Regions from separate parts of the Pan troglodytes genome. Here region 1 is linked to region 2. A link is a contact called in public Hi-C data. All regions are on one chromosome and are shown on one strand. Each heading gives the region's core, a stretch centred on a gene start, on an enhancer-like site or on the middle of the called end of the contact. The rest is flanking DNA. Distances are from core to core; before and after follow the strand shown.

Region 1 (5,016 bases), core at 551-3,050, 130 kb after region 2:
TCCCAGGAGGCGCTGGACTCTGGGGGCGGGCGTGAGCCCTTCCATCCCGCACCCAGACCCGGGCAGTGAGCCCTATGCCTGCAGTAATTGTGGGGTTTCTGGTTTTGTTTTTTCCTTAACATCTTTATTGAGACCGTTAAGTTCACCCGCTTAAAGCGCACGATTCGGTGGGGTTTTGTTGCGAGCAACCGTGGCCACTATCTAATTCCAGAGCATTTCACCTCCTTAAAATGAAGCTGGGCCCGGCCGGGCGCGGTGGCTCAAGCCTGTAATCCCAGCACTTTGAGAGGCCGAGGAGGAAGGATCACCTGAGGTCAAGAGTTCGAGACCAGCCTGGCCAACATAGTGAAACCGCGTCTCTACTAAAAATACAAAAATTAGCCGGCCGTGGTGAGCGCCTGTAGTCCCAGCTACCCGGGAGTCTGAGGCAGTAGAATCGCTTGAACCCAAGAGGCAGAGGTTGCAGTGAGGCGAGATCGTGCCATTGCACCCCAGCCCGGGCAACAGAGCGAGACTCTGCCTCAAAAACAAACAAAAAAGAAGCCGGTCCCCATCCGCAGTGACTCGCGTTTCCCTCCCCCTCCCCCGTCCCCGGCAACCGTGCATCTACTTTCTATTCCTATGGAGTTGCCAGTTCTGGCTCTTCCTGTGAATGGATTCCCATGCTGTGTATTTTGGTGTCTGAATTCTCTGACTTTCGTCTCAGCCCGCACCCACGCTGCCGCAGTCCGCGCTCGCTGCTTTTAGGCTGAACGCGGCTGCGACGTGCGGGTGCCCGCGCTCCAGGCGCCCCTCGCAGGTTCAGCCCCGGGTTGGGGGCGGCGCTTGCCTCGCGGCTGCGGGTCCCCGCCTGAACCTGTGTCTTGTTCCACTGCCGCGGGCGCCCGCCACGGAGCTGCTGCTTCCTAGGGAGACGGTTCCATCGTTGAAAGAACGGCCAGACTGTCTTTCGCAGCAGCGGCCCATCTGACCGCACAGCACGACCGCACGAGGGTCCCGAGCCCTGACCCTCGCAGCATTCGTCACCCCGGCCGCGTGGTTGTGGCGGTCTCGGCGGGGCAGGGGGTCCCCACGCGGGCTAATTCTCGTTTCGCGTGACCGATGGTGCTCATTAGCCATATCTGTACATCTTTTTTTTTTTTTCGAGTCGGAGTTTCGCTCTTGTTGCCCAGGCTGGATTGCAATGGCGCGATCTCGGCTCACTGCCTCCCGGGTTCAAGCGATTCTCCTGCCTCAGCCTCCCGAGTAACTGGGATTACAGGCGCCCGCCACTACGCCCGGCTACTTTTTTTGTATTTTTAGTAGAGACGGGCTTATACGATGTTGGCCAGGCTTGTCTCGAACTCCTGACCTCAGGTGATCCGCCCGCCTCGGCCTCCCAAAGTGCTGGGATTACAGCCGTGAGCCACCGCGCCCGGCCCATCTGTACATCTTCTTTGGAAAAATGTGTATCCAAATCCTTAGCCGTTTTATAGTTAGATTGTCTTTTTATTATCGAGTTATAAGAATTATTTATACCTTCTACAAGGAAGTTCATTATCAGATATAGGATTTGCAAATATTTTCTCTCATCTGTGGGTCGTCTTTTCACTTTTCTGATGGTTTCCTTTGAAGCACAGACTTTTTTGTTTGGGTGCAGTGTATTTCTTACTGTGCTTTAAAGAGGAACACGTTTTAAGCACCCCCGCGCGGGGCGGAGCAGGGCGGAGTCCCCGGCGGGAAGGGACCCGAGACCTCGGCTGCGCCTGCGCCGACGCCGGCGCGTGAGCCCGAGCGCGTACCCGGCGGAGCGCGCGCCCGCCCCCGAGTGCGCCTGCGCGGAGCTCGTGGCCGCGCCTGCTCCCGCCGGGGGCTCCTTGCTCTGCCGGGCCGCGGCCATGGGAGAGGCCGAGGTGGGCGGCGGGGGCGCCGCCGGCGACAAGGGCCCGGGGGAGGCGGCCACCAGCCCGGCGGAGGAGACAGTGGTGTGGAGCCCCGAGGTGGAGGTGTGCCTCTTCCACGCCATGCTGGGCCACAAGCCCGTCGGTGAGCGCCCAGGCTGCGGACGCGCGTGGGGGCGGGGCGGGCAACCGGCGGGGCGGGGCGGGGCCTGCGCTCGCGACACCCTCGCCCCCACGCTCCCCGCCGAGCCCGGGCCGTGACACCGCCGCCACACCCGTCCCGGGACCCCCGCCCCCTCCCACGCGCCCTTCGGACCCCGCCCCGGACCCCGCCCACGACCCCTACCCGCGTGACACCGCGAGGCCCCAGCCCGCAGTGCCCCACCCCCACCCCCGCCCCGGGACACCCCACCCCCTCCCACACACACCACCCAGCCCTGCCCCCCCACAGCCCCTCCACACCCTGGCCCTCCCCATCTCTCCGCAGCCACCCTTGCCCCTCCAGTCCCCAGGGCAGCCCGTCCCCTCCATCCCCGTTCTCCTCCCCGCTCACCGGTTATCCCGCCGCCCCTCCTCCCCTCAGGTGTGAACCGACACTTCCACATGATTTGTATTCGGGACAAGTTCAGCCAGAACATCGGGCGGCAGGTCCCATCCAAGGTCATCTGGGACCATCTGAGCACCATGTACGACATGCAGGCGCTGGTGAGCCCAACCGCCCTCCCTGTGCCGCCCGATGGGGGCACGAACCCGCACACCGCTCTCTCAGAGTCAGCCTGAGCTGGGCAGAGACCCCTCCATGTCTGCTGGGGTCTGCTGGGCAGAGTAGAGGCCCCTCCATCCCTGCTGGGGTCTGCAGTGAGCTCTCAGGGTCAGCCTGAGCTGGGCAGGGGCCCCTCCGTGCCTGCTGGGGTCCGCTGGGCAGAGACCCCTGCATTGAGGCCCGTCCTTAAGGAGGGCATCCCGGGGCTCCAGAGCCTGTCATGGAAAGCACAAACACAGTGCTAGCAGCTGGCTAGCTTTTCAGGGGCTCTGCTTTAGACTGGGTGCTGGGCCAGAGTCTCCAGCTGAGACCCTGGGGAGGGAGGGAAGGATGCAGAGTCCCGGGCCCTTAGGCCATTGTCAGCCTCCTGGGAGGCCCCTGAAGTGCTTTAGGCAGAGGGTGACCCTATCCGAGTCACACCAAGGTGAATTTGGTGACTTCTGTGGGAGTCAGACAAGTAGAGTTCCAGTCCTCGCAGAGCTTGGAGCTGGCAGTGTGTGACGGGCGAGCGGGTTAACTAGGTAAGCAGGGTGGCCAGAAGAGACAGGTGGGTGTTCCAGGCCCTGTGGCAGCAGGAGGTGGTGGGTCCAGGAGCTCAAAGAAGGTGGTGTACTTGGAGAGTGGGGTGGGGGTCGGGGGTCAGGTGACCAGGAGGAGTGGGGACCTGTGCTGGTGGAGAGTCTGTGCCAGCCACGTTGGACTCAGGGCCACACCAGCCATCCCAGTATGACATAGGTCTCTCCCTCTGGTCTGTGCGACCTCAGGAGGGCAGTGCCTGGCAAGCACTCTCTTCTTCTTTGCCTGGTTCTGTGCCTGTGGCGCTCCCAACCGACACCCTCGGTGTCCATGGGCTCCTGCCACGTGGATGAGAACTCGAGGTGCCTGCGGCCTTTCCCCAGGGCTGTCACTGTGCCCTCTGCACGCCGCCTTGGGGAACGCAGTCTCATGGTGAGACTGCAGGCCGTGCTGGGCAGGCGGAGCCCACAGGTGTGTGTCACCAGGGCTGCCCGGTCCTCAGGGCCCGCCTTAGTGATGCTGGCCCCGGTGGGTCTTCCTGACTCCTGCACCTGCTGCCGCTGGTTCTGCCCTCCCTGGGTCTGTCTGGAAAGCCCAGCTGTGGCAGGCGCTGTTCACAAAAAGAAGAAATGCCCTTTGCCCTTGCCCCGCCCGCCGCAGCCTCCAACACAGTGATGTGTGCTCATTGGCCTCTCCCCAAGTGGCTCTTACACGGCTCTAGTGACTTCTTGAAACTGCATTTTCACCCTTGTTTCTTAAACGACACTCTCTATTTGATATCAGCACGAGTCTGAGATTCTTCCATTCCCGAATCCAGAGAGGAACTTCGTCCTTCCAGAAGAGATCATTCAGGAGGTCCGAGAAGGTGAGGCTCGGGAGAGGTTGGGCTTGGGATTCAGAAAAGGCCAGACCCTGGCCAAGGGCAGGGAGGTGAGGGTGAGGACCCCGGGCCTCCAGGGAGGTGTGAGGGTCCAGCGCAGACCCCGCCCTACCTGTGCTTGGGTGGTCTTGGAACCTCCGGGATTGGAGAGGACTTTGTTTGAGAGCAGTGGCTGGACGGAAGCTGAGGCCTGTGTGGGCAGCAAGCGTCGGAGCAGTCCCTGGCCTGACCATCCCCCAGCGTCGGCCACCACCGTGGGTTTTCGGTGAGCGTCAGCTGTCTCCTCCACAGGAAAAGTGATGATAGAAGAGGAGATGAAAGAGGAGATGAAGGAAGACGTGGACCCCCACAATGGGGCTGACGATGGTGAGTGTGGAGCTCACCCTGCCCTGATGCCCTTTGGGGCTCAGCACCCCAAGACTGCCCTCAGGCAGGGCACAGTCAGGTGGGCGTAGAGCCTGCGGTGCAGAGGCCCCAGGCAGGTCATCTAGGCACAGGATGGATCCTGCAGTGCCCCCTCCCCAGGAGCTGAGTGCCTGCTCCATGTTGTAGGCCGGGGTCTGAGCGGCGGTCCCTGCAGTGCCCGCCGCAGGCAGGTCCTCAGGAGGACCAGGCCCCTCTGTGGGCCCAAATGCAAGGGGCTCCCAGCTCAGGAGGAAGCTTTGGGTTCAGAGGGTCACGTGTCAGTATGCAGATTTTTTTTAACTGAACAGGAAGACAAAAATAAGATTCTGGATATTCTGTTTTCAGCCAAGTGATTTTTCGTTTCTCAGTTTTTTCATCTTCAGGGAGTTTGGGGAAAGCATCAGAAAAATCCAGCAAAGACAAAGAGAAGAACTCCTCAGACTTGGGGTGCAAAGAAGGCGCAGACAAGCGGAAGCGCAGCCGGGTCACTGACAAAGTCCTGACCGCAAACAGTAACCCCTCCAGTCCCAGCGCTGCCAAGCGGCGCCGCACGTAGGCCCTCAGCCCTGGCG
Region 2 (5,291 bases), core at 2,367-4,866:
CACCCCCCAGGGCCTCGTGTGCAGGGACAGGCAGCCCTGACGCACTGCTGTCGGCCACCTCCCGGGTTAGAAACTGCAAGGCCTGATGTGGGGCCTTCCCAGCTTCCAGGGGGCTATGTCCTTATCCTGAGACCCCACAGCCAGGACCGCAACAGGCAGATGTGGAGGCTGAGGCTGAGGCTGAGCCCTCAGGGCCAGACAGGGCTCAGAGTTCCCACAGTTCCCCCCAGGGCTCCAGGCCCATGCACCAAGGACTCGCCCCAGTTGAGGCCTCACCACCCCCAGGGCCACTGGCCCCCCAAGTGCAAACCAAGCCAGCCAGGTCCATCTACCCAGGGGCTTCTTGGACGGAGGGTTCGAATCCCAGCGGCTTCCTGCCCCACTTCTCCCAGGGGCTGGCGGTTGGGGACTGGCCACAGTCCCCATTCCCGTGATTCCATTCCCCTATCCAGGGGCCTGTCCGGTCCTGGACTTGGTGGCCTCTGCCTGCCCCAGCCAGTTCCCTTTTTCAGGCCCTGCTGCTGGCCAGTGATGCAACAGGGTCCTGGGTCACTTGGGGTCTCTCCCCACCTGAGCTGAAGCTCTGGCCAAGGCACTGATAAGGTTTTTCCCTAATCAGGGACTGCAGCTTTCAGGACAAGTGGGCCACAGGCATAGGCTCAGCCTGGCGCCACCTGGGTTTCTCTGGAATAAGTGTGGGTGTCCCCCACCTCTCTGCACCCCACTCTACTCCCTGTCAGAACAGGGGCCTTTGTGCTCAGAGCAGGGAGGTGACAGCCTCAGGAACAGCAGGTTCCTCGCACCCTGGGTCTGGCCCACTCTGACCCTCAGTCTCTTCTCCACACCCCGACCTCTGCCCACCACTCTGACCCTCAGTCTCTTCTCCACACCCTGACCTCTGCCCAGCTCCATCTGGCTCCTGCTGAAGAACCCCACGTTCATCCTGCTCTGCCTGGCTGGGGCCACCGAGGCCACACTCATCACCGGCATGTCCACGTTCAGCCCCAAGTTCTTGGAGTCCCAGTTCAGCCTGAGTGCCTCAGAAGCTGCCACCTTGTTTGGTGAGAAAACTCTGAATCTTGGGGGTCCTCTGCTTTTATGTCAGTTCTCAGAAACAGAGTCTTCAAGGGCATCTTCTAGAAAGACCCAGACAGGGCACATGGCAGTGAGTGCCCTCCCACCCCCGCTGCCAGAGCAGGTGTGGAGAGCACCACGGGAGCTGAGCGACTGTCCACAGGCCGGAAGAGTGGTGGTCCCGCCCTCTTTGTGGGACATGCTCCGTAGGTGGAAGGGTCCACGGTGGGCTCCACCCCTTAGCCACCTAGTCTTGGCTTCTGTGACTTGGTGCAGGAAGGGTTTGGACCTGGCTGTTCCATGAGCCAGGCACTGGTGCCTCAGGACCTCCTGGAACAGTGCAGCTGGGGGTTTCTCGGTGCCAGAGGCAGGCTGGCCTTCCCAGGCTGGGCAGGTCTGCAGAAAGTGGGGACTCCTCCTCAGAGCTCCTCCTCCTGCCAGCGTTCACAGGGTACCCTGGGCCATGGCAGAGGTGCCAGGCATGTGGGCCACCACCGCCAATCTACCGTGCTCTACCCTTCCAGGGTCCACTATCTGGACAGGAAGAGGGCGTCAGATGAGGGCTCCCCTCCCTCCCCCACAGGCCCATCCAGGCCTGGCCCCTCTGGGCTGAACTCACAAGCCCACACTCCCACACGCCCACACGCCCACACGCCCACACTCCCACAAGCCCACACTCACACTCTCACACTCCCACACTCCCACAAGCCCACATGCCCACACGCCCACACGCCCACACGCCCACACTCCCATACGCCCACACTCCCACAAGCCCACACTCTCACACTCCCACACTCCCACACGCCCACACGCCCACACTCCCACACGCCCACACGCCCACACGCCCACACTCAGCCCCCCAGAGGTCAGCTCTACTGCCCCTTGGAGAGCCTCTCCACCTGTCCCCACAAACCTGTCCCCTCCCCACTTGTCCCCCCAAACCTGTCCCCTCTCCACCTGTCCCCACAAACCTGTCCCCTCCCCACCTGTCCCCCCAAACCTGTTCCCTCCCCACCTGTCCCCACAAACCTGTCCCCTCTCCACCTGTCCCCACAAACCTGTCCCCTCCCCACCTGTCCCCACAAACCTGTCCCCTCTCCACCTGTCCCCTCACCTGTGCCCTCCTCACTTGTCAGCCTAGAAGCCAGATGCCAGCTGATCCCAATTTTGTACTGATGGTGGCCACTCAGGCTTCGACAAATGTCCTTGTCACAGCCTGCAGGGACTTGGCAGAGGCCCCTGGGGGAGGAGGGGTGTGGCTGCCCTGGAGGGGGGTTACTGGAGGAGTCATTGGCTTCCCACTGGGGCAGGGGCTGCTGACCTTGGAGCACTCTGGGCTCTCCTCCTCCCCCTGCCCTGCCCCCTGCCCCCTGCCCTGCCCCCTGCCACCTGCCACCTGCCCCCTGCCCTGCCCCGCCCCCGCCCCCGCCCGGCCTCTGAGGCATCCCGGCTGCAGGCTCTGGACAGAGGTCCCTCCTAGGGCTGTATCAGCGCAGCAGCTAAGCGCTCAGGTGTGGTGTTGAGTGCTGCCATGCAGGCAGGAATTGATCCCTCTATGCCTCAGTTTCCCCACCTGTAAAGTGGACCCGGCTGATCCGCCACCCTCTCCCACCACGGCCCCCTGCCTGAGTCCCTGGCTTAATCCCTCCCTCTCCCCAGGGTACCTGGTGGTGCCAGCGGGTGGTGGCGGCACCTTCCTGGGCGGCTTCTTTGTGAACAAGCTCAGGCTCCGGGGCTCCGCGGTCATCAAGTTCTGCCTGTTCTGCACCGTTGTCAGCCTGCTGGGCATCCTCGTCTTCTCCCTGCACTGCCCCAGTGTGCCCATGGCGGGCGTCACAGCCAGCTACGGCGGGAGGTGAGGGCCAGATGGCACCTGGGTACGCGTCGGGGCCCCGAGCACCCATGGTCCCTGGGCATGGAGGAGGAGTGGCGCAGCGCTTGGGAGAGGCGGTTTTGAAAAGGGCTACGTCACAGGACAGCGGCAAGGGCAACACTCGCTCAGCGGGGCACCTGGCAGCATCCACGTAAAAGGGCACCATGCCAGCCCCCAGCAGTGCCTGCGCTTGGGTCCCGGCTGTGCCCCCGGGCAGTCATATGCCTCTCTGGGCCTCAGCCTTGTGCTCTGTAGCTGTGTCAAATGGAACAACAGCCCTAGTGTTCGGGGTCCTTGAGGCTGGTCTCTTGGTGACATAAAAAGTGTCCCAGGATGTGCTCCTGGCGTTGCCATGTGCTGGGAGTGGGAGGGGGACCTGCTGGTCAGGTGGCAATTAGGGAATATCCAAAATACACACAGGTAGCCTGCACCTCGGCCCTGCCCTGCAGGCCCCGGGAGTGCACCTGCAGGTGCCGTGCAAGGCAGAGAAGCACAAGGCGGCCGTTGTGGCATTATCGGAAACAACCTAAGAGTCATCAGGGTGGACGGGGTCACTACGCTGTCCTCACAACAGAGGCCCTGCCCACGAAGGAATGGAGGAAGCTCATCCTGGGCTACTGCCAAGACATGCTGTGAAGTGGGAAAAAGGAAGGAGTTGGACAATGGGTGCAGTGTGCTCTGATTCAAGTGAGAAGTGCAGATGTTTGTGACTGCCGAGGGGTGTGTACGTGCAGACGACCCCTGCAAACGCACAGCCGGCCTGTGGCTGGAGAACCGAGGACTGGGGTGGGGCCGGGGCCACGAGGCTGCCTTTGTGTACTTGGCGCTCTTTCTTTCCTAATGTTTGCATTTGATCCATATGAATGTGTTGCCTGTCCAAAAACAAACGAACTAGGGAAAGGGGCTGTGCATCAGGCGGACGGTGCTGGGGGGCATGGGTGTGCCTTCCTTGCGTGAAAAGGAAAAACCATTCTATCACCAGAAGGCAGTGCCCAGCGTGAGTGCCCAGCGTGCTGGGGGCGGTGCAAGCTTGGCAAGTTTGTGGACCCGAAATGTAGGCTGCATGGGGACGAGCCCCATGGCTGACCCTGTGCCTGCTGGGTGCCAGCATGGCTCTGGCCTGGACCCTACCACTCGCTTGTCCCCCCTCTGCAGCCTCCTGCCCGAAGGCCACCTGAACCTAACGGCTCCCTGCAACGCTGCCTGCAGCTGCCAGCCAGAACACTACAGCCCTGTGTGCGGCTCGGACGGCCTCATGTACTTCTCACTGTGCCATGCAGGGTGCCCTGCAGCCACGGAGACGAATGTGGACGGCCAGAAGGTGAGTGGGGCCGCTGCCTACCACCCCTGTCCTTCCCTGGACCCTGGGAAGGGGCCCCCGTGCCTTCCCCTTGTAATCGGAGCTATTGTTGGGCTTCCCAGGTGTACCGAGACTGTAGCTGTGTCCCTCAGAATCTTTCCTCTGGTTTTGGCCATGCCACTGCAGGGAAATGCACTTCAACTTGTCAGAGAAAGCCCCTCCTTCTGGTTTTCATATTCGTTGTAATTTTCTTTACATTCCTCAGCAGCATTCCTGCACTAACGGCAACTCTACGGTAAGCCGGGGTCGGGTGTGCGCTTGTCCAGAGCTTTCCTTGCAGCACCCTGAGGCGGAGCTCTGCAGATCCTGAGACAGGAGCACTCCAGGAAACACCCAGGTCTAAGCGGGCCTGTCTGTCACTGGTGGCAGGAGAGACCTCACTGTCTCTGATCTCTGACGAGGGGCTTCCCACTTAGGGGGGGGGTGATGATGTGGCTGGGGGCTGGTCCAGGAGGCCACTGGCCTGGGGGGTGACTTGGCATGCAACCCCACTTCTGTGGGTGCTGACGCTGTGGTTTTCTATTGCAGATGTGTCCGTGACCCTCAGAGGTCCTTTGCCCTGGGAATCCAGTGGATTGTAGTTAGAATACTAGGTACTGTGCAGTGTGAGGAAGCCATGGTCAGTTGCACAGTGTGCTCACTGCACAAGGGCATGGGCAAGTGTCTAACCACCAAGGGATGTGCTTCCCAGCTGGAGGCTGTTCCCGCCTGGGAAGGGGTCCATTCCCTAACTGTCCACTAGAGGGGCCCATCGTCATTTATTTGCCCAAAGGCTTTCCCTGGGAGATCATGGGAAACTGGCAGCCCCAATGCCGAATGCCCAAAGAAAGGAACGTTTAAGCCCTCTTTGCACCCCCTGAGAACTCCAACGGCCAGTATCACCTTCCCAGAGCCCATCATTCCAGGCCTCTTGGCTGCCTGCCCCCTGCCTAGCCCCTGCCCACCAGGAGTGTGGGTGCTGAGTGGGCTTCTCTCCGCAGGGGG

Evidence for each region. A called contact is a pair of places that touch in the nucleus more often than the background predicts.
Region 1: a contact with region 2 is called in a Hi-C map of stem cell-derived neural progenitor cells, with 7 times the contacts expected there. The contact joins the promoter of MRGBP here to the enhancer-like site in region 2. A contact is called at or near these places in 4 of 7 Hi-C or Micro-C datasets (blood, induced pluripotent stem cells and stem cell-derived neural progenitor cells), 1 of 1 datasets of contacts at active chromatin or transcription factors (stem cell-derived excitatory neurons) and 1 of 1 other capture datasets (stem cell-derived neural stem cells).

The regions. Positions count from the first base shown.
Region 1 is chr21:69,118,361-69,123,376 of NHGRI_mPanTro3-v2.0_pri, forward strand. It overlaps MRGBP (MRG domain binding protein), which reads left to right and starts at 1,801. Exons shown (of 5, transcript XM_016938269.2): 1 at 1,801-2,025; 2 at 2,464-2,585; 3 at 3,943-4,024; 4 at 4,331-4,405; 5 at 4,813-5,016. The coding sequence starts at 1,878. The coding sequence ends at 5,000.
Region 2 is chr21:68,986,740-68,992,030 of NHGRI_mPanTro3-v2.0_pri, forward strand. SLCO4A1 (solute carrier organic anion transporter family member 4A1) reads left to right here. Exons shown (of 12, transcript XM_016938255.4): 6 at 907-1,061; 7 at 2,734-2,929; 8 at 4,103-4,268; 9 at 4,370-4,542; 10 at 4,836-4,900; 11 at 5,288-5,291. Among named protein-coding and RNA genes, the nearest start is that of SLCO4A1, 25 kb to the left of the region's middle. Within about 2 kb of position 3,617, at least 6 of the 24 cell types and tissues checked have an H3K27ac peak or open chromatin away from gene starts, as enhancers often do. A contact at or near this core is called in stem cell-derived neural progenitor cells and stem cell-derived neural stem cells, where this site is marked.